Regions from separate parts of the Mus musculus genome. Here region 2 is linked to region 1. The links are chromatin contacts, called in public Micro-C maps. All regions are on one chromosome and are shown on one strand. Each heading gives the region's core, a stretch centred on a gene start, on an enhancer-like site or on the middle of the called end of the contact. The rest is flanking DNA. Distances are from core to core; before and after follow the strand shown.

Evidence for each region. A called contact is a pair of places that touch in the nucleus more often than the background predicts.
Region 2: a Micro-C map of embryonic stem cells shows a contact between it and region 1, with 2.6 times the contacts expected there. The contact joins the enhancer-like site here to the promoter of Elavl3 in region 1. A contact is called at or near these places in 2 of 39 promoter capture datasets (the C10 cell line and HPC-7-derived erythroid cells) and 6 of 484 Hi-C or Micro-C datasets (B cells, CD4 T cells, LSK cells and 2 more).

Annotation. Positions count from the first base shown.
Region 1 is chr9:22,049,346-22,056,753 of GRCm38.p6, reverse strand. It overlaps Elavl3 (ELAV like RNA binding protein 3), which reads left to right and starts at 4,731. Exons shown (of 7, transcript NM_010487.2): 1 at 4,731-5,164. The coding sequence starts at 5,156. It overlaps Zfp653 (zinc finger protein 653), which reads left to right. Exons shown (of 9, transcript NM_177318.3): 7 at 226-340; 8 at 662-761; 9 at 861-1,343. The coding sequence ends at 1,038.
Region 2 is chr9:22,324,442-22,331,849 of GRCm38.p6, reverse strand. It overlaps Anln (anillin, actin binding protein), which reads left to right. Exons shown (of 24, transcript NM_028390.3): 24 at 1-636. It also overlaps the pseudogene Gm6607. Among named protein-coding and RNA genes, the nearest start is that of Zfp810, 21 kb to the right of the region's middle. Within about 2 kb of position 4,544, at least 82 of the 459 cell types and tissues checked have an H3K27ac peak or open chromatin away from gene starts, as enhancers often do. A contact at or near this core is called in embryonic stem cells, where this site is marked.

The sequences.
Region 1 (7,408 bases), core at 3,482-5,981:
AGTACTGGGCAGGAGCCTACCGAGGTTAACTGGAACTGGGCCAGGACTGGAAAAACTGCTTTTTGACCCCAGTACTCCTGTCCAAGCTGGACACTAGGATGCCTCTTTCACTTCCTGGTCTAGGCCAGCTATGGCTTATGTCCTGGCTACCTGCATGTCTCCCCACTTTAACAGCCCCTTCCCCCGTGGACCCATGGCACCCACTCCTGCCCCTCTCACCCCTAGAACCACGTCAACCTTGTGCACCGAAAAGGGAAGACCAAAGTGTGTCCTCACCCTGGCTGTGGCAAGAAGTTTTATTTATCCAACCACCTGCGACGCCACATGATCATCCATTCAGGTCAGGCCCTGCCAGCTAGAACCCATAGGCCAGGTGTAGTGCACATGTGTAAATTCCAGCGTTCAGGAAGCCTAGGCTGTACCCGTGAACTCCCACATTTATACCTATACCCGGCACTGGTTTTTATGTGCAGTTGTCCTGAGTCCCGACACGAGTCATATGCAAGCTCATTTTAGCTTGGCAGTTGACACCTTGTGTCAGAAGCCCTCTTCCTACCTGCTGTCACTCCAGTGGATGTTGGTGCCCGGGTGGGGGTGGGGAGAGCTTGCTCCTTGTAGCCACCTCTACTGGGCGGGGTCCTGAGGCCGCTGCCACCTGCAGGCGTCCGCGAGTTCACCTGTGAGACCTGCGGCAAGTCTTTCAAGAGGAAGAACCATCTGGAGGTGCACCGGCGCACGCACACTGGGGAGACGCCCCTGCAGTGAGTGTCCAGCGCTAGGGAGGGAGGTGACCTGAGCGGGTTGCAGGGGAGGCTCAGCCCGCGGTGAACTGCCTTTGGGCCCCCTCTCCTGCTACGCAGGTGCGAGATATGCGGGTACCAGTGTCGGCAGCGTGCTTCGCTCAATTGGCACATGAAGAAGCACACAGCCGAGGTGCAGTACAACTTCACGTGCGATCGCTGCGGGAAGCGCTTCGAGAAGCTGGACAGTGTCAAGTTCCACACGCTCAAAAGCCACCCGGACCACAAACCTACCTGACGTGCCCATGCCCATGGACCTCAGCCTCTATTTATTTGTACTCTTGGACATTATGTCCAGACGATCAGAGCCCTAGATAGCCAGCCACAGGGGCTGCCCCAACCGCAGGCCGGAAGGAGGCATTCCCACTCTTCCCTGGGCAGGTGCCCCACCCTGCCCCATCACATCCCACCCATGGAGCTGGCACATGGGATTGCACTGCTGAACTGTGTCAAGAGCACAGAATGAGATTAAAGTGAAAAAAGAGTTGCCCTTCCCCTAAGCCTGGATAATTGTGGGCACTGGGCATCCCTTTGTGACCAATTAACCTGCTCTCTTCCTGACCCAGGCTAAGTTGGGAGTGGCTACCTTTGGATAACACACGAGGATCTTTCCTGTTAGCCTCTGCTCCCACGGGTAGGGGATGGGGGCTAGAATCCTGATGCCCACACCTTCCATCCCTTACAGAATGTTTGTTCCTGGCCCAGAGAATTGTGGGAGGAGCTAAGCTGTTGAACAAACATTTGGAAACTCCAATGTAGACAGCATCAGGCAAAAAATGGAGTGATTGGTTGGGTTAGGAACCTTCCCTGAGGAGGTGGCTTTTGCTCTTAAACTTGAGTGACAGAGAATCCATCCCTGTATGGGAGGACTCAGTGTGTTCCTGGAACAGGACACCGTGGCATAACAATTGCCTTGGACCCACTGCGTGCGGGGAGACTCATGAAGAAGTAGGTGCCACCACCAGGTGGTGCGCGAGCCGTTTGTCTATTCGGACGAAATAGTAGCTGACACGTGACCCAGGGGAGCACAGCCGCGAGCTCTGGCACGTGCCCTTGGGAGCCTTGCGGCGCCACGCGCAGATTGGTCCCGAGGGAGTGGCAACAAGACCCAATTCCCTCTTGGGACTCGGGGGTACATCAGCCTGGTGCAGAATTAACGGGGCTGGTCTAAGCTCTCCAAGAGCCAGTTCTCTTACTCAGGCAGTGGGAGCAGGCAGTTTCCATGGGAACCACGGTGGGACCTTTGCCCCTGGAGTAACCTGGCTGCAGAGACTGACTGCCAGCCAAGGGGAACGTGGGGTCAGGGGTGAGCTATCATTTGGGGGAGGTCCTGCTTCCGCAGCCGAGTTGCCCTACAAACCCGGAGGAGCCTGCTTTGCCATCGCCCCTACTGTGTGGATCACTGTGATTAGCCCGCCCTCTCCAGCGCGTGCGCCCTCTCATTGGCTCAATCTCCAGAGCTTCTTACAATTGGGTCTCTCGAGAGCCATTTCTGATTGGTTAAATCAGGTTGATTCGCACTCTAGACAAACCGGATCCTGAAAGGGCATACAAGAATAAGAATAGGGGCCGGGCAGGGGAGGCAGAGGCAGGCGGATTTCTGGGTTCGAGGCCAGCCTGGTTTACAAAGTGAGTTCCAGGACAGCCAGAACTATACAGAGAAATCAAAAAAAAAAAAAAAAAAAAAAGAATAGGACTGCTGAGACAGCTCATGGGTAAAGGCGTCTACCTTCACCCCCTTCCCCCAAGATTGGCTGAGTTCGATTCCAGGGCGCTACATCTTGGAAGAAGAGACCAAAATCCTGAAAATTGCCCTCTGACCCACACCCATGCACCATGACACACGTGCATGTTCTCTCTCTCTCTCTCTCTCTCTCTCTCTCTCTCTCTCTCTCTCTCTCTCTCTCTCTCTCTCTCTCTCTCTCTCTCTCGCACACACACACACACACACACACACACACACACAATGTTAATTCAAAACAAAACAAAAAGTTTGAGGTTAGGCTAGGTCTTGTGATTCTGGCTGCTCCCAGCAGCGCTTTCCCACTTTCCCACCCTGTCAGACCGCTGTCTGTGGTGCTGAAGCCTTGCGTGAGCCACCCCCCTCCCCCAATCCCGCTCCAGCAAATGTTCTAAACACTAAAGGAGGTGTTGCCACTCCAACCTCCTTTAAAAAATTAAAAAAATAATAATAAAAAAATAAAAAGCGTGCTTTCACAGGACAACCAAATACATGCCCAAAAAGCCAAACAATCAGTACGACTCTCAAGTCTTGCTTATCCAAGTTTGGATACCTATTTATGACCTCTTAAGCTGTATGAGTCTAATGGGGATCTATCATACCGAACCTTTAGCACAAACCTCTTCACCTGCTTCGGAGCAGTGTGATGTCCCCCTGACAGAAAAGGTGCTAGCGCCCACATTCTGAGGTCTAGAGTACTTGGCACACTTAAAACCAACACAATGTGTGTCCTTCCAAGGATGATAAAGACCACCCTAAACGCTCAATCATTTCCCTCGCCACCACTTTTCCTTTCTTTCTTTTTTCTGTTGCTGTTCTTCTTTGTTTTTTGTTCATTTTGCTACAAGGTCTATGTAGCCTAGGCTGGCCTGGAATTCACTACATAACTGACCCTGACTTTAAGATTCTGACCCTTTTGCCTCAGCACCCCCAGTGTTGTGATTCCAGGCTTGTTTATGTGGTGCTAGGGATCGGATCTGGGGTTTCATGGGCTAGTAACTGAACCAATCCTCAACCCATTTTTTTTTAATTTATTACTATTAGTGTGTGTGCATGTGCGTGTGTGTGTGTGTGTGTGTGTGTGTGTGTGTGTGTGTGTGTGTACCATGTAGAGTTGATTCTCTCTTTCTTTCTTTACATGGGTTCAGGGGATCACACTTCAGGTCGCTACCTAGCATGGTGGCAAATATCTTTCATTCCAACACCTGGGAGAGGCAGATGGATACCTGAGCTGGAGGCCACTCTGACCTATCAAGGACGTTCCAGGACAGTCAGTGCTACACCGAGGAACCCTGTCTCAAAAAACAAACAAACAAACATCAGATTTCCAGGCCTGTATGGCAAGAACCTTTTCTTGCTGAGCTATCTTTCCAGCTTCCTGCAGCCTTCTGTTTTGTTTTATTTTATTTTATTTATTTTTGAGAACCGGTCTTATGTAACCCAGGCTGGCTTTGAACTCTTGATCACTCTGACTATCTTCTAAAGTTAGCCTTACATCGTGCTCACCTTACTTTTGTTTTATGTTTGGTTGGTTGGTTGGTTTGGTTTGGGTTTTTTTGTTGTTGTTGTTGTTTGTTTGTTTAGATTTTCTTTTCTTTGTTCTTTAATTAAAAAAAAAAAAACCCAGGGTCTCCTAAGCAGCACGCAACAGCCTGAAGTTTGCTATGTAGCCCAGATCAGCATAAAGTGCTGTGTAGCCCATGCTAGACTCAAACTACCTTCCTGGCTCACCACACCTAGTATTCTAATATCACCAGAGGCCATGTGGAAACAAAAACTGTTCACTTCGGATCTAGCAGAACGGGTCTGGGTCTGAGTGTTTGCCCTTTCCCAGCCCTCCCAGACATCACCCATGCACCCCTGGTTGTGTTTGGGTCACCAAAGGCTGTTTTTTACCCCTTCAGAGTTAGATGCTGGACTGAAGAGGGGAACCCAATTTGTCGGCAAAGCTAAAGTAATACTCGAGAGTGGTGTCAAGACTAGAGTCAGAGTCCGCAGGCAAGAAAGAGCCAAGATCTGATGCCTCATCCTATTCTCTTTTGGCACGCAGAGTCTAGGCCCGCACTCGCTTCCACCTGCCGCGCCGTCGGGAGCCGGGAGGAGGCGGAGACCCACCGTCTCAGCCAATGAGCGACGCCGGCGCTGGCAGCTGCCTCTATAAAGGGCTGGGGGCGGCGGCAGTGCGACCCAGAGCGCGGAGCGCGCAGCGCGGGCCGGTGGGAGGGAGGGAGGGCGGGCGAGAGGAGAGGACCCATCACCCGGCACGGGACAGGCCGAACTGAGGGCCCGCCGCAGAAGGCAGAGCTGCCGAGATCTCAGTCACAGAAAGAGCGACTTCTTCAGGCCCGGCGGGGCCGCGCTCCGGGCACCCTCCACTGCGTGCCCGCTCCCTCCATCCACCTGCCGCTGGGGGTCTGGCCGTCGAAGCGCGCATCCCCAGGCTCGGGTCAGTTCCCGGCCTTCGAAGGCGCCGCCGCCTCCATCTCCTCCTCTGCAGCGGCCGCAGACGCAGACGCCCGGGCGGGACCCCGGCGTGAGCACCAGGCGCCCCCCTAGGAGTGCACGACCCCCGGAGCCGCCCTCGATACGGACCGCGCCCGCCGGGCACACAAGAATGGTCACTGTAGGTACTCCCTTGTCGCCGCGAGACGAACACGGGAGGGAGGGGCGGAGGCTGGCTCCACGGAAACGCGGGGAGTGGGGGGGTAGGACCAGGCCTAGCTAGGCCTAGGGGAGGGGGGGGGGTAGTACCGCGCCTCGGGCCTGAGAGTGGCCAGAGCTGCATCCGGAGTTTTGGGGAGTGGAGCCTGGTTCGAGAGGCTTTGGAAAGCCAGGCTGTGTACAGGGTGCCCTCAGCCACCCGGTGGTCCTTGTGGCTCCTCACTGGAAGGCTGTGGGGGAGGGGCCGCGGCGGCGGAGGATGCTTCCAGCATCCCAGGCCCAGACCCGCAGGCCGCCCAGGAGGACAAGGGCCACGATCTCCCACTGTTGGTCCGGGTAATGCCACTCGGCCTTCTCTGAGAGCTTTTTGGGGGGGAGGGGAGATGGAGAGGCGGGTGGCGTCGGATCGCGCTGCTCTAAGCCCGAGCCGCACCCGAAAGGCGGGCATCTTCGTCCTCGAACCCCGTCGACCTTGCGGCAAGCGGGGAGGGGAAGAGGAGGGGGCGCCCTGAGGCCTCGCGGCGGCCGCCGTGATCCCTTTGTTTCTCCGCCGGGCCGTAGCCTCGCGCGGGGCCTTGGGGCTGCGGGGGGGGGGGTAGTGCGGGAGGGGGGCTCCCCGTTCCCCGGCCGCTGCCTCCGGGTGAGGGCGTCCGGGGCTGCAGCAGTACTCCATAGGGCCTGCTGCACGCGCCCTCCCCGGTCAGGGCTCCGGGCCGCAGGGTGACCTTGAACGCGCCCGCAAATCGGGCCGCCTGGCCGGCGCACGGTTGCTTTCAGCAGCCTCGGAGCTGGTCAGCTCCCGAACTCACGGCCCCGCCCGACATGCCACGCCCTGTCGTGCCACGCCCATCCAGGCCCCGCCCCTAGGCCCCCTGGACCTGGCCTCAAGCGAGCCCTAGGACCTCCACCCCGCAGCCCGGGCGTGTCCCGGGGCGGGGCTGGCCAGTGCTCACCGCACCCTGGCTCCACCCCCGCCTCCCTGAGCGACTAGCTCCCCGCGCCGCCAAGCGTCCTTTGTCTGGTCCCCGCGCCCAGCCTACCTTTTCCGCTCTTTGGAGATCTCTTCCTGTGTGTCTCTGAACACCAAGTGTTGTTCCCGGCCTCCTTTTCGAGTCGTGGTGTGCACGGTGGGGGTCGGGAAGCTCAGTAGTCCATCTTGAGTCTCCTCTCTCCTGGGCCCTGGCACTAGGCCACCTGGCTTTAAGAAAGAACCACCTCCTCCCCATGCCTTCCCAAGGGCTCAGCTTGCTGTGTGACCTCAGGCTATTTTCTTACCATCTCTGGGCCTCAAGGTGCTCATCCAGGTCTGAGAACAGGAATGTAGCCTCCTGGAGACTCTCAGAAACCCTACAATATACCTCCAAGACTTCCCTCATCTGTTGTTCTGTTTGAAAAGAGAAGAGGGTGTGGTCAGAGGTTACAGCAGGGCCTGGAGACCCTTGGAGGCCTGGAATTACCACTGGTGGTGGTGGGGACACTCAAGAAGGGATGCCTTGAGGATAGACCAGGAGGAAGTGAGGGGATGCCGGATTCAGTGGGGCCCCTCGTAGATTAGAAGTAGAAGGAAAAGGGCTCAGAAATACAAGGTTCGGTCTGTACCACGTGGTGGCCCTGACTTGCTGTGCTTAGATAGCCACTCAAAGCCCTATTGTCACCAGTATCCAGGCATCTGTCACTGTGACTGGAGGCCAGAGGCCCAGCTGGAGGCCAAGGGGGTCTGAGGAGCAAGTAGCTTTAGGTGTGTTGCTGACAAATTCCTTCTTCAGCTGTGTGTGATTGGGAGTAAGGGCAGTTACAAAGAGGGAGTCTGGGGGTGGGGGAAAAGAGAAAGAGTGAGGGGGCTGTTTAAGCCTAGAGTGGGAAACAGGCCCACAGGAAGAGCGGAAGGGAGGGAGATAAGGTCCCCATCAGTCAACCTTGCCTCTCCTGTCCCCCCTCCTTTCTGTCCTGGACCAGGGCAGCCCGGGTGTGGCTTCTGCCAATCCCATCCCCATTATCGGCTTAGGCGGCTCAGTTGGTTCAGCTGTGAAATGAACACCCGGCCCTGCCCAGCTAAGCTGGTGCACGGCAAGGCGAGAGAAGTAGTGAAAGAAGCGCAGGCTGGGCAGTGAACCCCTCGGAACTAACACAGCCTGGTATCCCCCAGTTGTGGGCAGGATGGCTGCCAGGTAACTCCATAGACGCTGGGGTCGAGTCAGGTGTCATG
Region 2 (7,408 bases), core at 3,295-5,794, 280 kb before region 1:
AAGGACCCTTTCTGGGGGTTTCAGCAGAATGTGATGATGGGTGCACATTTGAGGAGGTGATGGGTGAGACTGAGTGGTCAGCAGCTAGAACAGGCAGGCGCGAGGTGAAAGGAGCGATGAGGTGGTTCTTTGTACAAGGCTGTTGGCTCACATTTGCAACAGCTGGAGAGCACAAAGACGTTACACAGATATCTTCTCCTGTTCTCAGGCTTCCCTTTGTACTTTTCACAGCATAGACTGTGCAAATAGTCTTTACAGACATGTACAGTCTTCTATATGTAAGTGTCCTGTACACACTGCTTGTTATATAGTACCCCTTAAAGGTTGTCTCAGTTTATATATAAAATTCAGTTTTAGAAGTTTACAATATATGTCATTCCTTTTAATGGTTAATGAAATAATCTAAAAATCACCCGAGTAGAAAAATTCAATTTATATATTTATTTGTGTGTGTGTGTGTGTGTGTATGTGTGAAAGAGAGGCCATGTATGAAAATATGATACAATCCATTACTATGTGTAATATGGTAACAGATACTAATATATTATAAAGCTCCGTTCTTACAGATATCTGTAGATAAAGGTAAACACAAAAGGTTAATATTTATGACATAATAAAAGAATTGATGTGCAAAATATAAAAGACTGGCTGTTATTGAGCATGTATCTATCGTGTAGTGAGGCTATCCTTGGTGTTAATGTGTTATTTTACCAACCTAATGAAACAGTAAACTAACAATTCTGGAACAACATTGCAAGTGACTGACCTATGTAAGCCTGTGTTCTGTTCCAGAATCCACATGTTTCACTATTATACTGTGATAGTTCTCAAATTAATGAGTAAAAGAATATTTAGCCTGGGTAAATAATATTACCAGTACGTGCAAAGTCACAAACAAAAATCCAGAGATCCAGCAAATGTAAAAGTAATAAATTAACAGAAAACAAATATAAATGACCACTCTTAGGATAGAAAGCAGCTTTCTTAATGTAACTGGTTCTGCGTGCTTTGAAAGGTTAATACCTGAGAATCCATAAAGATGCAAAGTCAAATCATCTACAAACCAATAATAAGAAATTAGAAACGCCAGGGCCAAAAAGGGGGAGTGGGTGGGTAGGGGCTTGTGGGGGTGGGTATGGGGGACTTTTGGGATAGCATTGGAAATGTAAACGAGGAAAATAACTAATAAAAAAAAAAAAGAAAGAAGGGGAAAAAAAAAGAAAAGAAATTAGGGCCTTTCTGAGACCTGGTGGTGTATGCTGCAGAGCTCAGGCCAGTCTGCTCCGTCCTGACTCACCTCTGTTCGATTTTGCTGAGGAATAAGTCAGTCAGGAAGCCGCACCTCCGCCATGGCATTTAAAGATACCCAAGTGGCGATTCACCAAATTCGAATCACGCTCACCAGCCGCTCGCTGGAGAAGGTTGGTACGGACTTGATCAGAGGTGCAGAGGAAAAGAATCTGAAAGTGAAAGGACCGGTGTGCACACCTACCAAGACTTTGAGAATCACTGCCAGAAAAACACCTTGTGGTGAAGGTTCCAAGACATGGGATCGTTTCCAGATGAGGATCCACAAGCGACTATGATTTACATAGTCCTACTGAGATTGTTAAGCAGATTTCTTCCATCAGTATTGAGCCAGGAGCTGAGGTTGAAGTCACCATTGCAAATGCCTAACACAACTGAATAAATCGACTTGTTCAATTAAAAAAAAAAAATTGGGATGTGCTGTCCACATGAAAGTGCAGTATACAGTTACATTGACAGTTGATGAAAATATGGAAGGACCACCTTAGTTCTCAATGGGGAAGGGGAGGGATTTGCATTGATACTAGGCTGTACTTCTGGGCTAGCTCATATGGTTTTGAGAATATTTTCATTGTATTGAATATTTGCATTGGATATTTTGTAATGGACTTGGGAAAACTTTAAAAATGAGTCAAGTCAGAATGAAGAATTGAGTAAACAGTGAGCCAAGTGCAGAACTGGCTGTGGGACCGTGTGGTTGGGATGTTGTGGTTATAAAAAGATAAAGAGGTCTATGAATATGTTCTGTGGGGGTGTGGTGAGGTGTGGGGGAAGGAGTGCCTCAACGGGCCCATGCCAAGGCATCCCCCTCCCCTGAGGGACCAGCCACATGACAGTGTAGTATAGAATAGAGCTTATTCAGGGCATAGGGAGGGGAGTTAAGAGGCTAGTAGAGGCAGAGAAAGGCAGAGAGAGGGAGAGAGTAGAGAAGTGGAGGCTGACCATGTCCACGTGGAGAGAGGGGGGAAGGGAGGGGGAATTTAGACAGAGTGCTAACATTCTCCCCATTTTGGTTTAACTAAAAAAGAAAGATTAGAAAGATGTGATGGCAAAGCGGAAATAGGGTCGTTGTGATATCTGGCTGCTTCCTGCTGACACTGGGGTGACGTTGTCTCTCGGGAACCTAGAGGGATGGATGTGGGGATGTTTGCCCAGTCTCAGGAGAGTGGGCTGCTTCCTTGTCCAGGGTCTGTGGAGCCATCTGAGGACGGGTCAGAAGGAACAGGTCCAGGAGAAGCGTCTGTGTCTGAGACAGGAGATGGAGCATCTGGAGGCTGCTTCTCTGGAGCTGTCCTGGATGTAGTGAGCGCCTGGACTTGACAAGATGCTCAAACACAATATATTTATTATAGAGAGAGATTAAGTACTTTTGGAAGAAAGAATTTTTTTTTCTTAAGATGTACATTTGAAACCCAGGGGAATCTCATCCTCTGGAATAGGTTAGGCAGATGTACTTGTCTGGATGGAGCCTATTTGGTCCATGAGAGGCAGATCTGAGTGGGTTTCCTATAGCTTATCAGTTAAATCGATAACATGAGTGTACTGGCTAGTTTTGTGTCAACTTGACACAGCTGGAGTTATCACAGAGAAAGGAGCTTCAGTTGAGGAAATGCCTCCATGAGATCCAACTGTAAGGCATTTTCTCAATTAGTGATCAAGGGGGAAAGGCCCCTTGTGGGTGGTAACACTCTTGGGCTGGTAGTCTTGGTTCTATAAGAGAGCAGGCTGAGCAAGCCAGGGGAAGCAAGCCAGTAAAGAACATCCCTCCATGGCCTCTACATCAGCTCCTGCTTTCTGACCTGCTTGAGTTCCAGTCCTGCCTTTCTTTGGTGATGAACAGCAATGTGGAAGAGTAAGCTAAATAAACCCTTTCCTCCCCAAGTGCTTCTTGGTCATGATGTTTGTGCAGGAATAGGAAGCCTGACTAAGACAGTAGTAAATATATTCAGACAGGATAGGAATGATAACTTTAGGTAACTTTGACAGGTTGTGTAGGTAAAGTATATTTTGTATTAGCAAAGGAATATTTGGCTAGGACTAGAATAAGAAAGCTGGCACAGTGGCATAAGATGGTGGTGACAGAAATGAGTTTGTCCAGGCAGGTTCAGGCCATGACAACAGGCCAGGGGTGTGGGAGCATGGATAGATAAGTGCTTGGGCCGTTTGTGCTGCATAGCCCACATGGCGGAGGCTGGATGGCAGCAGTTCCCGTGGTAGAGGTCTGTGAGTCTCACAGCAGCCAGTAGGTGGCAGTGGTTCTGGGTGGCAGGGCCTTGGCGTTGGTGGCTGTAGCTGCACAGTGGCCCACATATCGCTGGCTGGGGCGTTAAGCCATGGTGGCTGTAGCTGCACAGCAAGGCCGGCAGACCTGTGGCTCCCCGGGCCGGTGGGTTGGGGCAGAACTGTGCAATGGGCCAGTGGCAGTTGAGGCAGAGGCACCGCAGGTCAGGCCTGTGAGTCTGTGCCTTTGAGGGGCGGGGATTCCTACCAGCAGCCAGAAGTCACGGCCCAGAGTCCACAGTGGGCGGGGAAAGGCAGCTCCTGAAAGAGCGTGTCGTAGCAACGTAGTTGGGGTGCACCCCACCGCTAGCCTTTATAAGTCCTAGACAGAGAGGGAAAGAGGAAGGGAGAAAGGGGCTCGCGTGTGCAGGAAAACGGCTTTGGCAGGGGCCAGCAGGTGGTTGTGCACATGGGACAGCAAGTCTCACAGACGGGACCTCTGGCAGGAAGCAACGGGCTTTTCCCACCACGAACTGAGAGTAAAGGAGCAGAGTGGGGAGGACAGCAAGTAGGGTCCCTAACTGGTGTGCAGCAGGCCACGAGTGAGGAAGGCAGAGACCAGCAGAGTGCACGCAGGCTGAGAGAGCCGAGTGCAACTGCCAGTCCGGGTGAGACTGTCGCAGAGAGCAAGAAGAGGGGAAGGGCAGCAGAGTCCCTGGCAGGGGGCCAGAGCCAGACCCGCTTGAACCGGCAGAACCTGCTGCCACAGTGGGAGTGAGAGCCAGCAACTGAGGGCTGGGGCGAGGGGAAAGTCTGAGCTACAGGTCTTTAGCGAGAAAGTGCTAGTTTAGCGGGGATGTAGACATATTATTTTAGACCAAGACGTCCCATTAAATAGGGACAGAGGTGGCGAAGAGTGACCCCTGGGCGAGAGAATAGCATTATTAACTGCTACTACCAGCGTCCTGAGGGCATTAATAACCCGAGAGAGATTCTAGCACAGGCCAGACTGCCAGGTCATCACCTGTGGGCCGGGAGCCAAGGCTCAGAGCCTGTGCTCTTGAGCCAGAGACCAGTTCACCTTGGCTGGGAATTTCTGAGAAAGAAACTGTCTCCAAGGAGAGGGAAATCTCACACAAGGGGCAAAGTCCTAAAATGGGGGTCAGGGCAGCAGAGGCGTAGCTCTGAGCTCAAGAACTCTCCCCCTGGGACCATGACGGGTTTGCTCTGACCAGTGGGGGATGGGGGGGGGAGGGGGTTACCAGTGAGTGTGGATCTCTTGTGGTGGCTGAAATGGGATGCAAACTGCAGAGTTTCTAGATCCAAGTCTCGGCACCAATGCTGTGATTATAAAAAGGTAAAGAAGAATTAAGATATGTTCTATGGGGGTGTGGTGAGGTATGGGGGAAGGGGATGCCTCAGCCGGCCCATGCCAAGGCATCCCCCTCCCGGAAGGACCAGCCACACAACTGGTATTGTATAGAATAGAGTTTATTCAGGGCATGGGGAGGGGAATTAAGAGAGTAGTAGAGGCAAAGAAAGGCAGCGAGAGGGAGAGAGTAGAGAAGTAGAGGCTGGCCATGACCATGTGGAGTGAGGGGAAGGGAAGAACACAGGAGGGCAAGAGAGAAAAAAGCAGGGGTAAGAGAGAGAGGAGGGGCAAGCAGCCCCTTTCATAGTGGGACAGCTGTTGTCAGGTAACTGGGGAGGAGCATACCTGGCTATTGCCAGGTAAGTGTGGGGCAAGTTTAGACAGAATGCTAACAGGGGGGTCTATCTGGAGTTTACAGGCCAAACAGTGAAGGAAGGATGTGTCTGGAAGGAGAAATTGCTGATACGGGGCTGAGAGAACCAAAAGGAAAGGGAACCTCCAAAATACTGATGAAGGGGGGCTGTAGGGCGGGAGGTGAATGTGGGGTGCCGGGTAAGAAAGAGGCATAGACCAGAACTCGGCCGCCACCCTTTACTAAGAACTGGATACCCAGAGTTAGGAGTCATGAGGGCCAAGCAGGTGTGGAAGGCTCTGTAGGCCCTCCTCTTCCAGGTCCATAAAATGGTAGGAACCAGCTTGAGGCAGGGGAATTGCAGTGTGGGAAATTGCACAACTGTTCCATGAGACAGTCAGGGATCACCAACCTCAGCTGGTAAGGAGACTGCAAAGGCCTCTAGTCAGAGATCTCTAATTCCTAAAAGAATTTATACTGTCAAGAGACTAAGCCCTAAGAGGCAATCTACTACCTCTCTGATTTTCATTTTGATAATGGAATTTCACATCAGTCTAAGTGTGTGGTTGCTGAGACAGCCAGTGTGTCAGAGGGCAGCCTGGGCTAGAGACCGAAAGCCTCTGTCAAAAGAGCTAATAAGGATTTTCACAGTTCAACATAATTCATGTAGCTGTAATCTCATCATTTGGGGAAGATTAACACTTCATGTTCCCCATATTTAAATGTTAATTTTTTTGACCAAACTAAAAAGAATTTAAGTACAGTTGCGATTTGACTGTCCCAACATCTATTTAAAAATGACATGGATGGTGATAGAGAGGTGGCTCAGTGGTTAAGAACACATACTGCTCTTGCAGAGTCCTGAGTTCAAGTCGTAACACCCACATGAGGTAGCTCACAACCTATCTCCAGCTCCAGGGGAATCGATCCTCAGGTATGCATAATTGAAAGTGGAAATTTTTATTTTTTTAAATATTTATTTATTTATTATATGTAAGTACACACCAGAAAAGAGGGCATCAGATCTCATTATGGATGGTTATGAGCCACCATGTGGTTGCTGGGATTTGAACTCAGGACCTCTGGAAGAGCAGTCACTGCTCTTAACCGCTGAGCCATCTCTCCAGCCCGAAAGTGGAAACTTTTAAAGTGAATGAGCAAAGCCTATAGACTTACTTGCTCTCCTCTATTCCGTTTTCTCACACAGTTGTATAATAATGTATTTTATTTTTTTGAGTAAAATATATAAGAAACTTTCATATTTTAAATGTTGAAAATTCTATATGGAATTATAGCACTTATTATTAATAATGCTTTTCTACACATTTAAAGTAGTTAAAGAGTAAAACTTGGTGAGAAATGTATCTTGGGCTGGCTCAGCAAGCCAAGGTGCCTGACGGCAACCCTAGCAACCTGAGTTTAATCTGTGGGACCAAGACAGTGGAAGAAGAGAACCCCTCTAGTTGTTCCCTGGCCTCCACACTTGCTCCTGAAGTAGAATATGGTAGAAAAGACCAATTATTAAAAAGTGATTTATTTAGTGATTCACTGTATTGGTTATTGTCAGACATAACTGGAAAGGGCCCAAAGCCTTTGTAAAAGGGAGACATGGAACGGAGTGGTGGTGGTACACACTTTCAATTCCACTACTTGTGAGGCATAGGAGGGCAGATCTCTGTGAGTTTGAGACTAGCCCAGTCTACAGAGCTTGTTGGAGGATAGACAGTCAAGGGCTACACAAAGAAACCCTGTCTAGAAGGAAAATCAAAACAACAAAAAAAGGGAAGAAAGAGTGGAAACTAAATGGGTCATTGCCCATAATAGCCTAACCGCAAAAGCTTACACCTGCCTGCTGTAACATGTGCCTTGAAGAATCACATGTAACCTTAACTAGTGGTTGTAGATTCTCCTCCAAAAACCATGGTTTCACCAGCACTTAGTAGTTAGCTAGGTTTCCAGTACAAGTGAAGGTATCCTTGTCAAAGAGTTGTGTGTACAATTACACAGCCATTGGTTGCCATCAAGGTATATGTGCCACTACTGCGCCCTCAGGATTCTTGCGCCATGTTAGCCATTGCTGTGGGTCATGGGCATACCTGGGTAAAACTGTTGGTTGCCTCCCTGTTTTGGAAGTTTGCATGGCACCTCCTGGTACT